Linked DNA regions of Macaca mulatta: region 1 is linked to region 2. The links are chromatin contacts, called in public Hi-C maps. All regions are on one chromosome and are shown on one strand. Each heading gives the region's core, a stretch centred on a gene start, on an enhancer-like site or on the middle of the called end of the contact. The rest is flanking DNA. Distances are from core to core; before and after follow the strand shown. Region 1 overlaps OXNAD1 (oxidoreductase NAD binding domain containing 1). Region 2 has its middle 33 kb from the start of RFTN1.

Evidence for each region. A called contact is a pair of places that touch in the nucleus more often than the background predicts.
Region 1: a contact with region 2 is called in a Hi-C map of CD4 T cells, with 5 times the contacts expected there. The contact joins two enhancer-like sites. A contact is called at or near these places in 9 of 14 Hi-C or Micro-C datasets (CD4 T cells, blood, cortical neurons and 5 more).

What each region holds. Positions count from the first base shown.
Region 1 is chr2:32,195,811-32,203,592 of T2T-MMU8v2.0, forward strand. OXNAD1 (oxidoreductase NAD binding domain containing 1) reads right to left here. Exons shown (of 9, transcript NM_001265832.1): 7 at 5,531-5,773; 8 at 4,662-4,770; 9 at 3,766-3,998. The coding sequence ends at 3,844. Among named protein-coding and RNA genes, the nearest start is that of OXNAD1, 41 kb to the right of the region's middle. Within about 2 kb of position 6,216, at least 5 of the 40 cell types and tissues checked have an H3K27ac peak or open chromatin away from gene starts, as enhancers often do. A contact at or near this core is called in CD4 T cells, where this site is marked.
Region 2 is chr2:31,946,649-31,954,093 of T2T-MMU8v2.0, forward strand. No RefSeq gene overlaps it. Among named protein-coding and RNA genes, the nearest start is that of RFTN1, 33 kb to the right of the region's middle. Within about 2 kb of position 2,198, at least 7 of the 40 cell types and tissues checked have an H3K27ac peak or open chromatin away from gene starts, as enhancers often do. A contact at or near this core is called in CD4 T cells, where this site is marked.

The DNA of each region.
Region 1 (7,782 bases), core at 4,966-7,465, 250 kb after region 2:
CTTCAGGAGGCTTAACACCACACTCATCTCCTTTTCCTCCTACCTGTTTATTAGAGAACTTTTTGCACATGGTAAGAGCCCCGAACCTCATCAACCACCATGATTGAATGTGAACCACTGACACAACGGGGGGGACCTAAAACATGCTGAACATCAACAAATTGACTGTAATGGACGAAAACAATCAAATGTATAAAAAATCCATGAGTTCATAATGATACTGTAAATAATCTCACTGGTCGTCTCAAGGTTGCTAAGGCACCAACACATAGTATGCTAACTGATAAATAAAAGGAAATAAATCAAGCATCAATCCTGCCTTTTCTTTACAGACTCATTTCAGGGGAATCAAAGCTGATGAGGGAAAGTTCTATATGGAGCAATCACAGACAATATATGCAGGAAGAATAACAGAAATGGATAATTAACCCTTAATGAAAAAATAGCTATCAGCAATGATCAATGGCTGCTAAAACAATTAGGTGAAAGTTTGATGAAGACCATTATATTGGATGATTCAGGCTGACAAATGCTGAAACCACTGATCCATCTTAACAGCATTAAAAGTGGGAGAGACATTATATGCCTCGTGTGATGCCATAGGAAGCACACCACTTTATAATGTAGGCTTGCAAAAAAAATCTTGAATCTGAATATAAACAATTTCTAGATATAATTACCAGTTTACATGAAACACAGAGGAGAGAGGATCAAGCAACACCCTGAGGATACAGCAGGCCAGGTTCAAAACGTGGGAAAGCCTACAGAACAAATAAGGCAGTTTCTTTAACAAATGAATCATGGGGGAAAAAGTGTCCATGTGTATGTGTAGGAGTGTAAGGAGTGTGCCATTAATTAAAACAAACTTAAAAGACATTAACCTAATGCAATATTTGGACTTTTGAGGCCATGAGGAAACAACACAGAAGGGTCTTCGAGGGTATTAAGGAATCATTGTCACTTGTGTTAGGTATGATGATAGTATTGTGGTTGTGCTGAGGTGATGTATCTGTTAGAAATATATACTGAAGAATTTACAGGTGACATGATATAATTTCTAGGCTTTGCTTGAAAACACACCAGCAAGAAGAACACCCCCACAAAGAAGCTGAGCGCTGACAAAAACAGAATGCTGCTAGTCATGGAAGCCGGGTGATGGATGCACGAGAAGTCATTTTACTATCTCTACTTTGTCGTATGTTTGAAAAAATGTAAATAAAATTTGAGAAAGATACAAATATCAGATTAACCTAGTCTCTTGAGTAGGCTGTGAAAGGGTCTCACATCAAAAGAAGAAACATTTTTTCAAAGGCATAGAGCCAGAGGATCGTTAAGAAGTCACTTTAATCCAGCTCATCAACTCTGAGCAGGCCCTTTCACCCATGAAACAAATATTGATGAAGTACCTATTTTGTGCCTGGCACAGCAATAAACAACACAGACGCACACCCACATGAAGGTTTCAAGTTAGACCACATCTAAGGCATCCAGCCTCTTGAAATCCTTTCTGAATAGGACAAGGAATAGCAAATTAATAATGACAATACACTCATGCAGTGTTTTGCTAAGCACTTTACATGTACAATCACCTTCAATCCCCATAACAGCCCTATCAGGTAGTAGGTAGGTAGCAGTACCATCTCCCTTTTACATGTAGTTTTAAGTGTGTAATTTTAAATGAGGCATACAGCAGTTAAGTGACTTACTCAAGGTCATCTACCTAGTAAGTAGTATAGGTGAGATTTGAACTTAGGCAATCTGGCTCAAGGGCTTTCGAGCCTATACTCTGAGCCACCGCACTATGAATTCCAAGTCACTCTGGCTGAAGTTAGCTCAATTTAAGTACCAAAAAGATCAGGACAGGCCTGGCAGGCAAGAGCAAGAGGACATTCTCCACCAGACCAGAAAATGCTGTTCAGCGCTTAGCACCAGAATGATAGCACTGAAAGGATGAACACTCCAGGCAAAGGCCCATCTCAGCAATTTTGCCAATACTGAGTCAGCAACAGGGTGGCAGGCAGAGCGGGGATCTCCAGGACAGGTGACCCTTGCTCTCTGACAACAGGAGGCACACAGCCAGCGTGGTGCTGGTCAAACAGAGGCAGCAGGCAACACCTCCCAATCCTCCCATCCCATGCTGCACTGGAGATGCTCACTTTGCACCTCCACTCCTGACGCAGAGAGGCCTGGGTTACGTACTTTCCCCATACCTTTAGGTGTCCTCCCCCGCCGACTGCCTTCACCAGTTGGTAGAAGTGCCCCTTGATAATCCCACATCCTTGCATCTCATCATGCTCCTATGTCCTCATCCTAGGCACTTTGGGGCCAACTGATAAGTCAGGGCTCCTTGTAGTGGCCCAGAGCTTCACATATTTCCTTCACCTCTGAGGTACTGATGACCATTTCCTTGAATGGATTATGATATTCCCATCAGGTCAACGGCTCCTCCCTCCCCAAAATCAAATCTGGGATCAAAATGGTTGACAAATGATCTCTGCTTAAAACTTGACAAAACTCAAAACTGGGCAGAAGCTAGAGTCATCTTCAGGTCCCATGAATCATATGAGTTCAAGCCCAGAAGTCCCTGGGAGGCCTGCAATAACAAAGATAAGAAAGGGTAACCTGTCTTCTCTCATCAGCTCCAGAACAGAATCTCAACTGGAGCTCCTAGGTCTCCAGCACTCATCTGTCCTTCTTCCCAGGCTCCCTTCACCCTCCTGTGATCTCTATGCAGGCAACTTTGGGCCCAGGACTACTTGTCATAAAAGGAACGGCCTGGCCTCAGTCAGGACTTCTTTTGGATTTTTAAAAATCTAAACAAAGAACTACAATCTGCTTTCTAGCAGTTTCTTCAGAGCAGCTTTGGGATGAGTCTCCACCATTCTCTGTATCCACTCTAGGGGACTGCCTCCCAATCTCAGACTTAGCAAGGAGTTAAAACATTAGTTGCTTTCTTTCAGTCATTCAACAACTATATGTTAAGGAGCTGCTGGTGCCAAGAACAACTCTGGCAAATGAGTGGAATAAAAGTAGAAAAGCAGGATTTAGAAACAGCTCTCTACCCCCTAATCAATGCTAAGTACATTTCCATAGCCAGCCAGCCCAGGCACTGAAGGCAGATTCAACATGGAACACACCACCAATGCCTTTGTCCCAAGCAAGAAGCTGCCTCCTACAGCGTTAAAGCAGACAGCCAAGACACAGAAAGGGTTTCATTTAAGAAGAAACTAACAACTAGGATACACACTTACGATACTCATTAACAAAAAAGCAAATATGCTGGATATTTAACTCCCTAAAGCAGTTTTCCTAACAATTTTCCATGTCCAAACTTAACTTTGATGTACCAAATAAGACTGCAGGCCATAGTACAGTAAACAAAGGCATTAAAAAGAATTTTCAAAGTAAAATAATTAAGATTGTACTTAAATTATAATTTTATTAAACATAAGATATATAGATGGCTGTCAAATAATTTAAAGCTAGCCCACATTTTACACTCAAAATCACATGTTCCTATGATTAGACATAAGTATGTATTTTTTTTTTTTGCCTAAAGACAAAAGAAAAATCTATATTGACCAATCATGGTACATCATGAGACAATTAAATCATTGTTAATAAAAGAAAATCAGTGTAGTAAAAAACAGTTTGATCACTGAGGTCTTTGCAAAAAGTTTATCATTTAAGTCTGCCAGCTGGCTTTTATCCAGCTGGTCAATACGTTTACAGCCTTAAAAAATAAGACAACTCAAGTAGAGATAAAAAAAAATTAATCATGCCACAAAGGACAGGAGATCTCCTGAGTAGATCTCACCTCTTTATCTTTTCTGTGTCTGCCTCCTACCACCACTTCTCAAAGCAAATGTGTTCTTTGGATACATGGTGGTTTTCCAGTTGCTTGGAGAAAAAGTCTGTCATTGGAGGTGGGCCACAAATATAGAACAAAGTCTCTTTTGAAATATGATCTCTTATCTCCTTCTCCGTTATTCTTCCTTCTACCAAAAACCAGAATAAACACCAAATTAAGCCAGACATGGTTGTATCAGCAAATGAGGAAGGACTAACCACAATTCAGCTACAGTGTTTATGTGCAAGCTCAGTGAGTCTAGTCTTCTTAAGACATTCACAGGACGGCTCCTGTTGGCCTCTGGGGCCAGACCTAAGCAGAGTGCATCTCCAGGCTTCCTAAACCTAAGCAAGCAAAGTGGGACGCTCATCGTAATGCACTCTGCAGAAAGGGCCAGCTAGCTTACTGGTGGCCTTTGATGGAGATACAAACTGCCTTCAGCAAAGGAAGTAACTGTTTTTATAAAAATCCTTTCAGAGGAAATTATAAGTTGTTTAAATGACCATTAATGGCAAATGGAATCAATTCAGCCAAATCTGGAATATAAATTATTTGTAAGTATACTACAGTGATGATGCAAAGGCCTCTTAAAAAGTGTGAAAAGTACACTTTTAACATAGGCAATAGGAAACCTGTATATAATGAGTAAATCCAACTAAATATCTATTTTTCCAGGAGGAGTCACCCCAATTCCCCAGATAGTGACATTCCCAGCCAGCAACTTCCAACAATAAAGTATCTACGCTCAACCAACTGGTGTGTCCATCAAATAACTGCATGGAGATAGTCAAAATATCTTTAGGGGACTCACCCGTGATGTACGGCTTGAGTTCTGCACTGATTTGTGTAGTCTGTTTTGTAACATGCAAACTGCATGCAATCTTCTCAGGAAATTCATTTACTAAATCAAGGATATTTTTCTGGAATGTCAAACATATTTGGTCACACTACAATTTTTAAAAATCAAAACAGATGTGCACAACCACTGAGGCTGAACCTCGACTCCCATTCTGCACACGTCTGCTGCTCTTGCTCTCTACTTAGAGAGACATTGTTTGCAGCCTAGCAGGCCACAGCATTCAGACTACAGAGGGCTATTTGGCTTTAATTGAAATCTGAATATGCTAACAAGCATATTACCAACTCTCCGGGAGTTTTTTCTTTTTCCTTTTTCTCAAGCATTGGCAATTAAGCAGCAGTTTCACTGACCACAGTTGTGTCTTTAACTGTTTCTGTTCTTTTGTTCATTCCTGCAGCTGCAAAGCAATCCCCAGTGAAAGCTTTCTTCATCAAATGCACTTAGTTTAAACAGATGCAACTGACGGGGGTTTCATTTACCCAGCTGGGACCAAACTGCCTAAGTCTTACCTACCCCTGTGATACACCAGTACACTGTAGGTCTCTTGACTGGAATCTCAGGACCCTTGTGACTTTTCTGTTCATCTAACCTCCAGATTCCATCCCACCAAAACCTACCCTTTCCTGTCACTTAACTGGTGGCCCGCTCAACATTAGCAGTTTCACTTGTCTTGGGTAAGGTGTGTTGGTTAGTTCTCATTTGAGCATGATTAAACCTTGCCAAGCCTTTTGTTTGAACCTTTGCAGAGAAAACAGAACCTAGAGAAAAAACTTATTAATACCACTACACAAGTTTGCTTACACAAGCTATATCTCCTTTACCTTAAACAGGAGTTCGCTGGTATTTTTTGCACTGTAGAATAGTTTTATTGTTCCTATCTCATATCCACTTCTTTTGTTTGCCCGCTCTCTGAGGAGATCTGCTGCGTGCCGCAGGATGGAAAGCAGAGGGTTAATTCCGACTCCTCCTGCAATCAACACGAGGTTTCTAGAGGCATCCGCAGGCTGAGGGTCAAAGAAGAACTCTCCACCCACTCTCACAGCCACTTCTGAGTCAAGTGTACACTAAGGCAGGAAAGAAAAGATCTTTTAGTCTTTTGTAGCACAGGTCTTAAACCAAAGGTTCTACTTTAATAAAACTGGGTCTATCTCCCGTATTATCAGTGTTTAGGACTATTTTTATAGCTTGCTCCCAATTTTCCCGAGGCCCTGTGAATTAATTCCACTTGCTCATTTTATAGGCCATAGGCTAATCCACCTTCATAATCCATAATGAACAGCCATTCCAATACTGAGAAAAGGAGATGCGCTTCAGTGATTTTACCATTTGTTAACCTCTTAGGCGAGGAACTGGATTGAGGAAAGAGGCAATGGACTCAAAGGCAGGGGACAGCTCTGAAGCACGGGTCTCCTTCATCTGAGTTGTGTTTCTATGTTCTAACCAAAGCTGAGAAACAGGATGTGGCAAATGTCACTAGACTGCCTACCCTGGGTTCATCAAGGCTGAAAAGTGTAAGTACTGGTGCTCCCTCTTGATCCTCAGTAAGGCAAAGCCAGACCAGCTCTACAGGCTTAGACCAGCCCTGCAATACTGTTCAGTGCTGTTCCCTTCTCCCTAGAGAAACAAGAACAGGCAGCCAGAGGCTTCGTACCAGGGAGTATCACATAGACCTATCTAGATAAAAGCACCTACTATTTGGTGAGGTCACTTATGCCTGAAATACCATCAGAGTTGAATACACTGGTTTTCTCAGTGGGGATGCTACTGCTTCTGATGAACGTATTTGGGAAAGTTGTGATGACATTTTTTATTGTCACAATGATTTGGGGAATCCAACTGGCATTTAGAGGGCAGGGCCAGAGACGCTAGAGATCCTACAAAATTCATGGTTTCCCAGAGCTGGCTCCTACTAAGCTGGTGGTCAATTCTACAGGAATTTTCTAAGAAAGTTTCTACTGGTAGTTTGAAATCAGCCATTGTAGGAGTACTTACAGCACAGAAATCAGCAAACGACACAACTCAGATAAATTCAGATAGCTGGTTTGCCAGCACACCATTATCTACAATGCACAAGACTGTCCTGCACAATGACTTGTGAATGGCCCAAAAGATGTTCTTATAGGTGAAAACTGGTTTATAATGATCTGAGACTAGACCCTAGCTCATTTTACAAATAAACTCAGTAGCCACAATGTAGACTGCACTTTGTTGTGTTCAGAACTTGACCAAGCATTTCCCTGTTCTGGAAAACCACATTCCAGTTAGTGACATGTGTCACCCACACAACACATCTTTATCATCTGCATCTGTAGACAGTGTATTCATGGTGATTCTATGTTTAGGAATGGCATCTGATTACTTCATTCTGTCTTCAAGTTAGATCTGCCTAACCACTTGTATTTTAAAATACATATTCTTTGATTATGGATCACTTTCGTTTATTTCTCCTTTGTATTACAGTTAGAGAATTATGTTATTAAAAAAAAACTATGGGTACATTACATTAACTATGATTTTCATTTCAGGACAGTTCTAGAAAGGGGTATTGGATCTAACAGAGTTGATAACCCCTTGTTTGGAAAAAAACCACTGATCTAGGAGTCAAGACTGAATTTTAATCATGGCCCCTATGAAATCCAGCAAGTCCCTTAAATTCTAAGCCTCTGCTGCCACTCCTGGAAAATGGGTGCCAGCACCTGCACTGCCCATCTCACAGGGTTGGTCTGAACATGGACTGACTCACAGTAGGGGGAACTCGCTAGTATCCAGCTCTAAGAAGGAATTTTGGTCGTTGCAGCTGTCACAAAAGAAAAAGTGCTGGCGATACCAGCTTCCTGCTTCTCTGTCACTAAAAAACAGATTCCAGGAATCAAGAAACTTACATTAAGAGCGTAGGTTTCTCCCATTACACGTTCCTGGCATAAATCAACTAAATGAATGCCCTCCTAAGAAGTAATAACATATCACATGCTTTTTGAGAACCAGACCCTTAGCATTCACACCTTGGCACCTTGCATGTCAGGTGAGCAGTAAGTACTTCTGGACATGAATTTCATTTGGGCTCTGCAAGTTA
Region 2 (7,445 bases), core at 948-3,447:
TGGCTACTTCACTGCTACCCCAACCTTCCATCTCATGCTTGGGTTATTTCACAGCCTTCTCGGCTGATACTCCCACTGCTGCTGTGCCTGGCTGCAGCCTATTCTCCACATGATGAAGAGGAAACTTTGAAAAATGGGTAAAATTGATAGCAAATTGTGTTTCTCCTGCACTCAGAATCCTCCTGTGGCTCCTCACTCTAATCTCTGGCTTCAGTAGTTGATGGCAAATATTTAAAAGTCAGCCTGCAGGAAGGACCCTTATTTACTGAGTTTTTCAATGTTAATGGTATAAATACTCATCATGGCCAATTTCAAGCCGCCTTCTTTCTTTCCCTCCCTCCCTCCTCCCCTTCTCCCCTCCTTTCTTCCTTTCCTCCCTCGCTCCCTCATTCCTTCTGTCCTTCCTCCTTCCCTTCCTTTCCTTCTTACTTCCTTCTTTCCCTTCTTCCTTCCCTCCTTCCCTCTTTCCCTCCTTTATTCCCTATTCTCTGCCTCCTACTGTAGAATTGACATTCCATGACAGGCAATCCATGTCTGTTTTAGTCATTGCTTAGAAGTGCCTGGCACATAATGGAGGCTTAGTACATATTTCTTGAATAAATAGTTGACTAAATGAATAGATGATCATTTCTTAATTCTGTACCAGGATTTAAGAATTATTCAAAGTAGATGTCATTGCTTTAAAATAACCAAGTACTGCTCAGCACTTTCAAGTTCACAAAGCATGCCTCATGCATCATCTCTATGATCTGTACCCGGGTGCCATCGTGAGAAGCTGGGAAAGGCTTTTCTCTTCCTCCACTTTACAAACGAGGAAACAAAGACTCAGAGAGGTGGAGGTTCCCCCTCAAGGCCACACAGCAAGTCTGACTCTCAGTCTGGCACTCTTCTCAGTGGTCTCCAGTAACTGTTTAGCTCTTGAGGGGATCTCATCAGAGAAGCCTGGAGGCTTCAGGGAGAGCCGTCCCAAGGAAGAGGAGAGAAAGACATGGTGGCAAGGAAGGAGAACTGACAACCAGGGAAGGCCTTACCTAGGCCTCTACCAGGCTGAGCCTCTGGCCTCAGGCCAGTAACATAGTGATTCAGGTTCCCACTCCTGATTCTGTCACTAGATTCCTACTACCCTCCCCGCAGACATGGAGCATTGAGCCCCCTTCCCCACAGATAGAGTACCCTAAATAGAGTAGGCTCCATACCTAGCACCCACCTTCTTGCAAGACTATAGCAATGAACAGCAGAGAGCGCAAGCTGGAGAGCCACAAGCTGAACTCAGTCCTCGGGGATGATTTCTTTAGCCCCTGTAGAGTTCAAAAAATTGGGCCAACATTTACAAGCAGGAGATCCCAAGTGGTTGGTTTCTTTAGGCAAACAGGAAAATCTTGCCACACCTCCTGGCCATTCTAGGCTGACAGCAGTTGTCCACCTGAGACCAGACAAGTGTTGTCCAGTTCAACGCAGCCCCAGTTTCCTATCTCCTCTCCAACCTTGAGGGCAGCCGTCGACTGCAGTTTATTTCCATCCTAGTGCTGGAAGTTTTACTGGTGTCGAAAAACATACCTCTTAAACTCAAGCTTATACCAAAAGGAGAAAAAGAAAATATGTAGGGCCTCATGATTTTATTACGTCATGACTGACAGAACCCTGAGTTTAAGAGCCTTGGGCCATGTCTCCATTTCAAATATACCTTTCCTTCCTTCTTTCCTTCCTTCCTTCCTTCTTTTCTTTTTCTTTTCTTTATTTCTTTTTCTCTTTCTTCTTTCTCTTTCTTTTTCTCTTTCTTTTTCCCTCCTTCCTCCTTCCCTTTCCTTTTTCTTCCTTTCTTTCCTTGCTTCCTTCCTTTTCCTTCCTCCATCCCTCTCTTTCCTTCTCTCTCTTCCTTCTTTTTCTTGCTTTTTTCTCTTTCTTTTTTCTTTTTATTTCTTCTTTCTTTATTTCTTGCTCTTTCTTTCCTTCTTTCTTCTCTTTCTCTCTCTCTTTCTTGACAGAGTCTCTCTGTTACCCAGGTATGGAGTATGATACACGCTCACACACCACACCCAGCTACTTATTTTTATTTTTGTTTTGTAGAAATGGGGTCTTGCCATCTTGCCCAGGCTGGTCTCAAACTTCTAGCCTCAAGTGATCCTCCTGCCTCAGCCTCCCAAAGTGTTGGGATTGCAGGCATGAGCCACCTCGCCCAGCCAGGTACACCTTTTCTTAGTCCTGTCAACAATCTCACAAAGAAGGCATCCAGAACCCTCCTTTAGGTGAGGATCCTTGAGTTCAGAGGCATGGAGGGACTTGCCCAAGGTTAAATAACTAGAAGTAGACACAGAACGTGAAGATCCAGCAAGGCATCCGCATAAATTGCATTCCCAGCCACACACCACCAGTGTGTTCACTATGACAGGGTGTGCGACCTGATGCAATAGCCCTTATGTAATCTGACACATCCCCATTAGGTGGCACCATAAACCAACAAAGCTTTCCAGGACAATGCCTTTACGGAAATTGGTTTTCTTGCATTATTAGGGGTTTTAAGGCAGAATGGTTTTTCCCCTCTTTCTCTCTTAAAAAAAAAAAAAAAAAAAAAAAAAAGTCTTCCAATATACAATGTAGCATGGCTTTCGTGCCAGGCATAAAATGAAATTTGCCTTAATTCATTGCCTAGGGAGAAAGTGTGTGTGTGTGTGTGTCACAACTGACATCTGTTAAATGTTAAATGAAGTAAGCAAGCAATAAGAAGGTTTGAAATACATTCTTTGTTCAAGAAGTCGTGCAGACACTGATCAGCTGCTCTGTACAATTGCGAATAAAACAGGCACCTTTTTTTCCCCCCAGCAAGCGCCGCTGAAAGCCCCCAAGGAGGGCAAAAGCAGAGGATGGATGGACTTGCATGCCATGAGGTTAACACTTCTGTTTCAAGTTCAAACAAATTGGCTGGGCACAGCAGGAATGACCGCACTGCCAGTACCATTGTACCTGCTTCCTCTCCAGGGCTGAACAGGAGCCCAGAATTGCCCCTCCTTTCCTGCTATTTCTTTTGCAAAGTGTAAGAAGGTGTGAGGTTTCATCCAGACTACCTGATCAGTTTTGACCATCAGCATGTTATTATGGTGGATCTATTCTTAAAACACATTTCTTCTTTTGTTTTCCTCACTAACAAGGAATTTTGAACCACTCACTCCAAAGTTAGCCCTTGCAATTTATTAGCCAAGCTTCGTTATTAACATTATTAACAAGAGAATGAGAACAGATGTAATTCCAATATGCAGCTAGAATATCAGCTAATGATGTGCTCCTTATAAAGATACACTAGGATCATCAAATGAGAAATAGAAGCTTTGCCTGTGCAACCAATTATAATTCTGGGATGGTGTATTTTGGGTATTGGAATTTTTTGATAAACATAAGGATAGGCAGAAAGCCCTTAGGTTTCAATCCTTTGTTTCATCCTTTCCCTCATCCCTAGAAATAGGTTAGGTGTCTATGACAGTAACAGTGAGTGCTTCCCAAAGAGCCACACACGTTTTCAAGCCTCCCCTGCGGTTGAGTTGAGCCATGTGGATGAGTTCTGGTAAATAGGAAAATATTTACTTACATTTTCTTTGAGTTCTATTTTAGTTTTATTTTTGTATTTAATCCATGTGGAATTTATTTTAGTACAATAGTTTTAAGCCAGTTGTTCCCAGACTATTTAATTAATCTTTCCTTTTCCTACCAATTGCAAATACCAATCAGTATATGATAAATTCTGATTTCTGGTTTAGTAATCAATTTTCTCATTCCTATGTTGGTATAAAATTCCCAAATTAGAGTAATTTTGGAATATATCTTACTATCTAGTAAGACCTATCCCCTTTAATTTTTTAAATGGGGTCTCGCTATGTTGTCCAGGCTGGTCTTAAACTTCTGGGCTCAAGCAATCCTTCTGTCTCAGCTCAGCCTCCAGAGTAGCTAGAAATACAGACTCATAACCACCACACCTGGCTCCTTTTAAAAAAATTATTTTAGTTACTTTCACATATGTATTCTTTGAGTAGAATTTAAAAGTCAGTTTGTCAAGTTAAAAAATTAAAGACGGATTAAATTCACAGGTTGATTTGGAAACAATTGATATTTTGTCGGCCCGAGTCTTCTCATTCAGGTGCGTGATGTTTCCCTGCATTTGAAGTCTTCTTCCACGTCCTTAGGTCATTTTGTATTTCTTCTGTGTTTGACCCTGAGTATTCTATGATTTTGGTTGTTTTTGTAAATGGGATATTTTTCTCATTTCTCATCATTTTTTTCTGATTTATTATGGCTGAATATTATTCCACTGTATTTGTATATCATAATTTATTTATCCATTCATCCATCAATGGACATGTGGTTTGCTTCCACACCTTCCACCATGCTGCCATGAACATGTGTATACATGTACTTGTGTCCCTGTTTTCAATTCTTTTCAGTACAGACACCTAGGAGTGGAATTGCAGGGTCCTGTGGTGATGCTGTGTTGAGTCATTTGAGGAGCCACCAACTGTTTCCCACAGTGGCTGAACTGTGTTACATTCCCACCAGCAATATACAAATTCCACTTTCTCCACATCCTCACCAATACTTGCTATTTTCTGCTTTCTGTTTTTAAAAAAATTATTGCCATCCTAATGGGTGTGCAGTGGTGCCTCATTTTTATTTGCATTTCCCTAATGGTGAATGATGCTGAGCATGTTTTCATGTGTTTGTGGGCCATGGTCTGTCTTCTTTGGAGAAATACCTACTCAAGTCCTTTCTCCATTGTTTAAGGGATGGTTTGTCTTTTTGTTGTTAGTTTCCTAACTTTTTGACAGGAGAAAGGTTAACTGAAAGTTGCTGTGTTACATAGGATGCTTTCAAAAGCAAAAACTAGAAGATGCAATACAAAATGACTTAAATGATAAAAAAAAAAATTTAAATGTTTGAGTGATCAGGTATGGTTCTAGCATTCTCCACATATCAATTCATTTAATTCTAAAAAGAATACTACAGGGTAGGTATACAAATCAGAAATATGAGGCACAGAGACATCCAAAGTCACACAGCTGGTAAGTGGTAAAGTTGGAATTTGAACCTAGGAAGTCTTGTTCCATAGTCTCATCTCTGAGTGACTAGGTACTAAGTCTGTAGGGAGGCAGTACTGGCATTGACTGGTTTAGCATCTCAACCTAATATAGAAGTCTAGATTTGTCAATGTTCCTATTCTGCTACCCTAAGCATGTTGCCTTTGCCTCAGGCTCCTCCCCTCATGGTTGCAAAATGGCTGCAACAACTCCAAGCATCACATTATCTCCCAGCAACATCCAAATGAGAGAAACAGAAAGGCTCTGTGGTTTCTTCTTTTTTGAGAGTAAGGAAAACTCTTCTAGAAGTACCTCCAGCAGACTTCTCATTGACAACTGTGGCACATGTCCCATCCTAAACCGATCACTAACAAGGGAAAGAGAACTGTGATTTTGGACACAGACTGATTAAGGTTTACACCTTGAAACTTCAATGGGGTCCAGATTCCAAGAACTATCTGCTGCTCAGTTCCTGAACAGAAATCATTTTCTGTTAACAAAGAAAAAGGTGATAATCACTGTTGAGTTGGTGACCAACAGCTGCTGCCACAATTGTCATTTACTTCTGTTAGCCTCAAGGTCAGTGACATTTTCTCTGTGGGCTGGTGATTTCTCACTCTTGATTTCTCCTAGGCCATGTATCCGAGTTCTTCTAGGCCACAGATGCAAAACGTACATGAAAATCTGAATTCCCACCGCACATTTGTTTGCAAAACTCTGTTTGCCATTTCTCTCTACTTCTTACACCTACCTTCACAGATCGTAGGGGCATGCATCTCTTTAGGGTGACCTTTGCATATTTATGCTAATTGCAGATTTAAACTGTAAGCCCTAACACTCATAATCTCCTAGCTTCCCTCTAAAAAATCCCCCTAAGTGATACTTAATTTCACATGCTTGCCCAATCTTAAATCCAAAAGCAAAAGCCGATTTACCTCTGTACTGAAATTAAAGCTGTACAAAGTTTTTGGCTTTGGGGGCACACGTCACTGTCCTCAGTGGCCCTTCGTAGCACAGATTTAAGTTAGGAGTCTCCCTGATATTTTAAAATGTCATCAAACTATCCTGTCTATAAAGAAATGAAGAAACTTTCTTCCAAATTTATGCAAGTCACAGGAGACCTTTCTAAATGGACAAAGTGAAATAATCTTGGAACAAAGCATTTTACTCCATGTTCATACAATGAATACACTGCCCTAAGCATCTGTGATTTTTTCTGAACACTGCCCCTAATCCAATTTTAATGTATTTCTGGACATGGAAACAAAAACAAACACACTTAACCTTCAAAAGGGAAGATGAATGACACTGACTTCAGGTTTTTGACAAATATCTGTAAATATCTAAACAACCCAATCTACATGATGATCTTTCTGCTTTTGCTGGCTGAGTCAAGTTCTCCCTTCCCGTTTACTCTGGAGCTTATGTGAGGTGGCTATGATCTAACCAGAGCAAGCTCAGGTCATAAGGCTTTGTGGTAGTGAGTCAAAGAAAGGTAATAATTTTCCCATAATAGAAAGGATTCAAGCAGAGGGTAGATGACCTTTTGTCCAGGATTGTGCATAGTAGAGGTTGAACTTAAAAGAACTTACTGAAGGGCTCTTACTGAAGGTCTCTTCCAAAAGATCCTAAGATAAGTCAGGAAAACAATCCTTATATTCATGTGGTGTTTTACGAATCAGAAAACCCTTTAGACACAGGCTTTGTCTCATTTAAGCATGAAAACAACCCTAGAGGTAGGTGGGTGGATTATTCTTGTTTTACAGATGATGAAATTGAGGTTGGGGTAGAGGTTAAGTGATTTATCTAGGGTCACACATTTAGGAAGTGGGAGGTCCTAGGACCTCTGGGTCAGAGATACCTCCGTTCTCAGGACAGGGCAGACAGGAGGTAGGCCCGTCTCTGCGTGGCTGAAGCATTGTCAGGCAGGCGGTTACACAGCTGGGCACAGAGAAGTGGCTGCTCCAGCCTTTCTCTTTCTCTTACGCCCTAAGGCTGGCCCTTGGCAAAGTTGTCTGTTGTCAGGGACCCCTATGTGTTCTTTCTCAGCTGCGGCAGGTCGGAGCTGACCAGCCTCCCCAAAAGCGAAGTGTGTGAAGCCTGTGGTTTACTCTTGCTTGGTGTTTCAACCCATGCCCCGACTACAACTCTTTAAAAGGACCACGGCAGAAACACCCCAAAGCAGGGGGCTGCCACGTGGGCTTTCTCTCAGCCCACAGTGTCAGCGAGGGAGAAGGGGAACACTTGTGCTCAGTGGGGTCGCTCCAGTCATGCCATACAGGCTACTCCACCTAGTCTGAATTGTGTGAGAACACAAAAGAAAACGCGGCTGCTTGGTGGGGAAAGAATGTTGGTGGAGGGGACAGGATGTCCCGTTTCAATTCC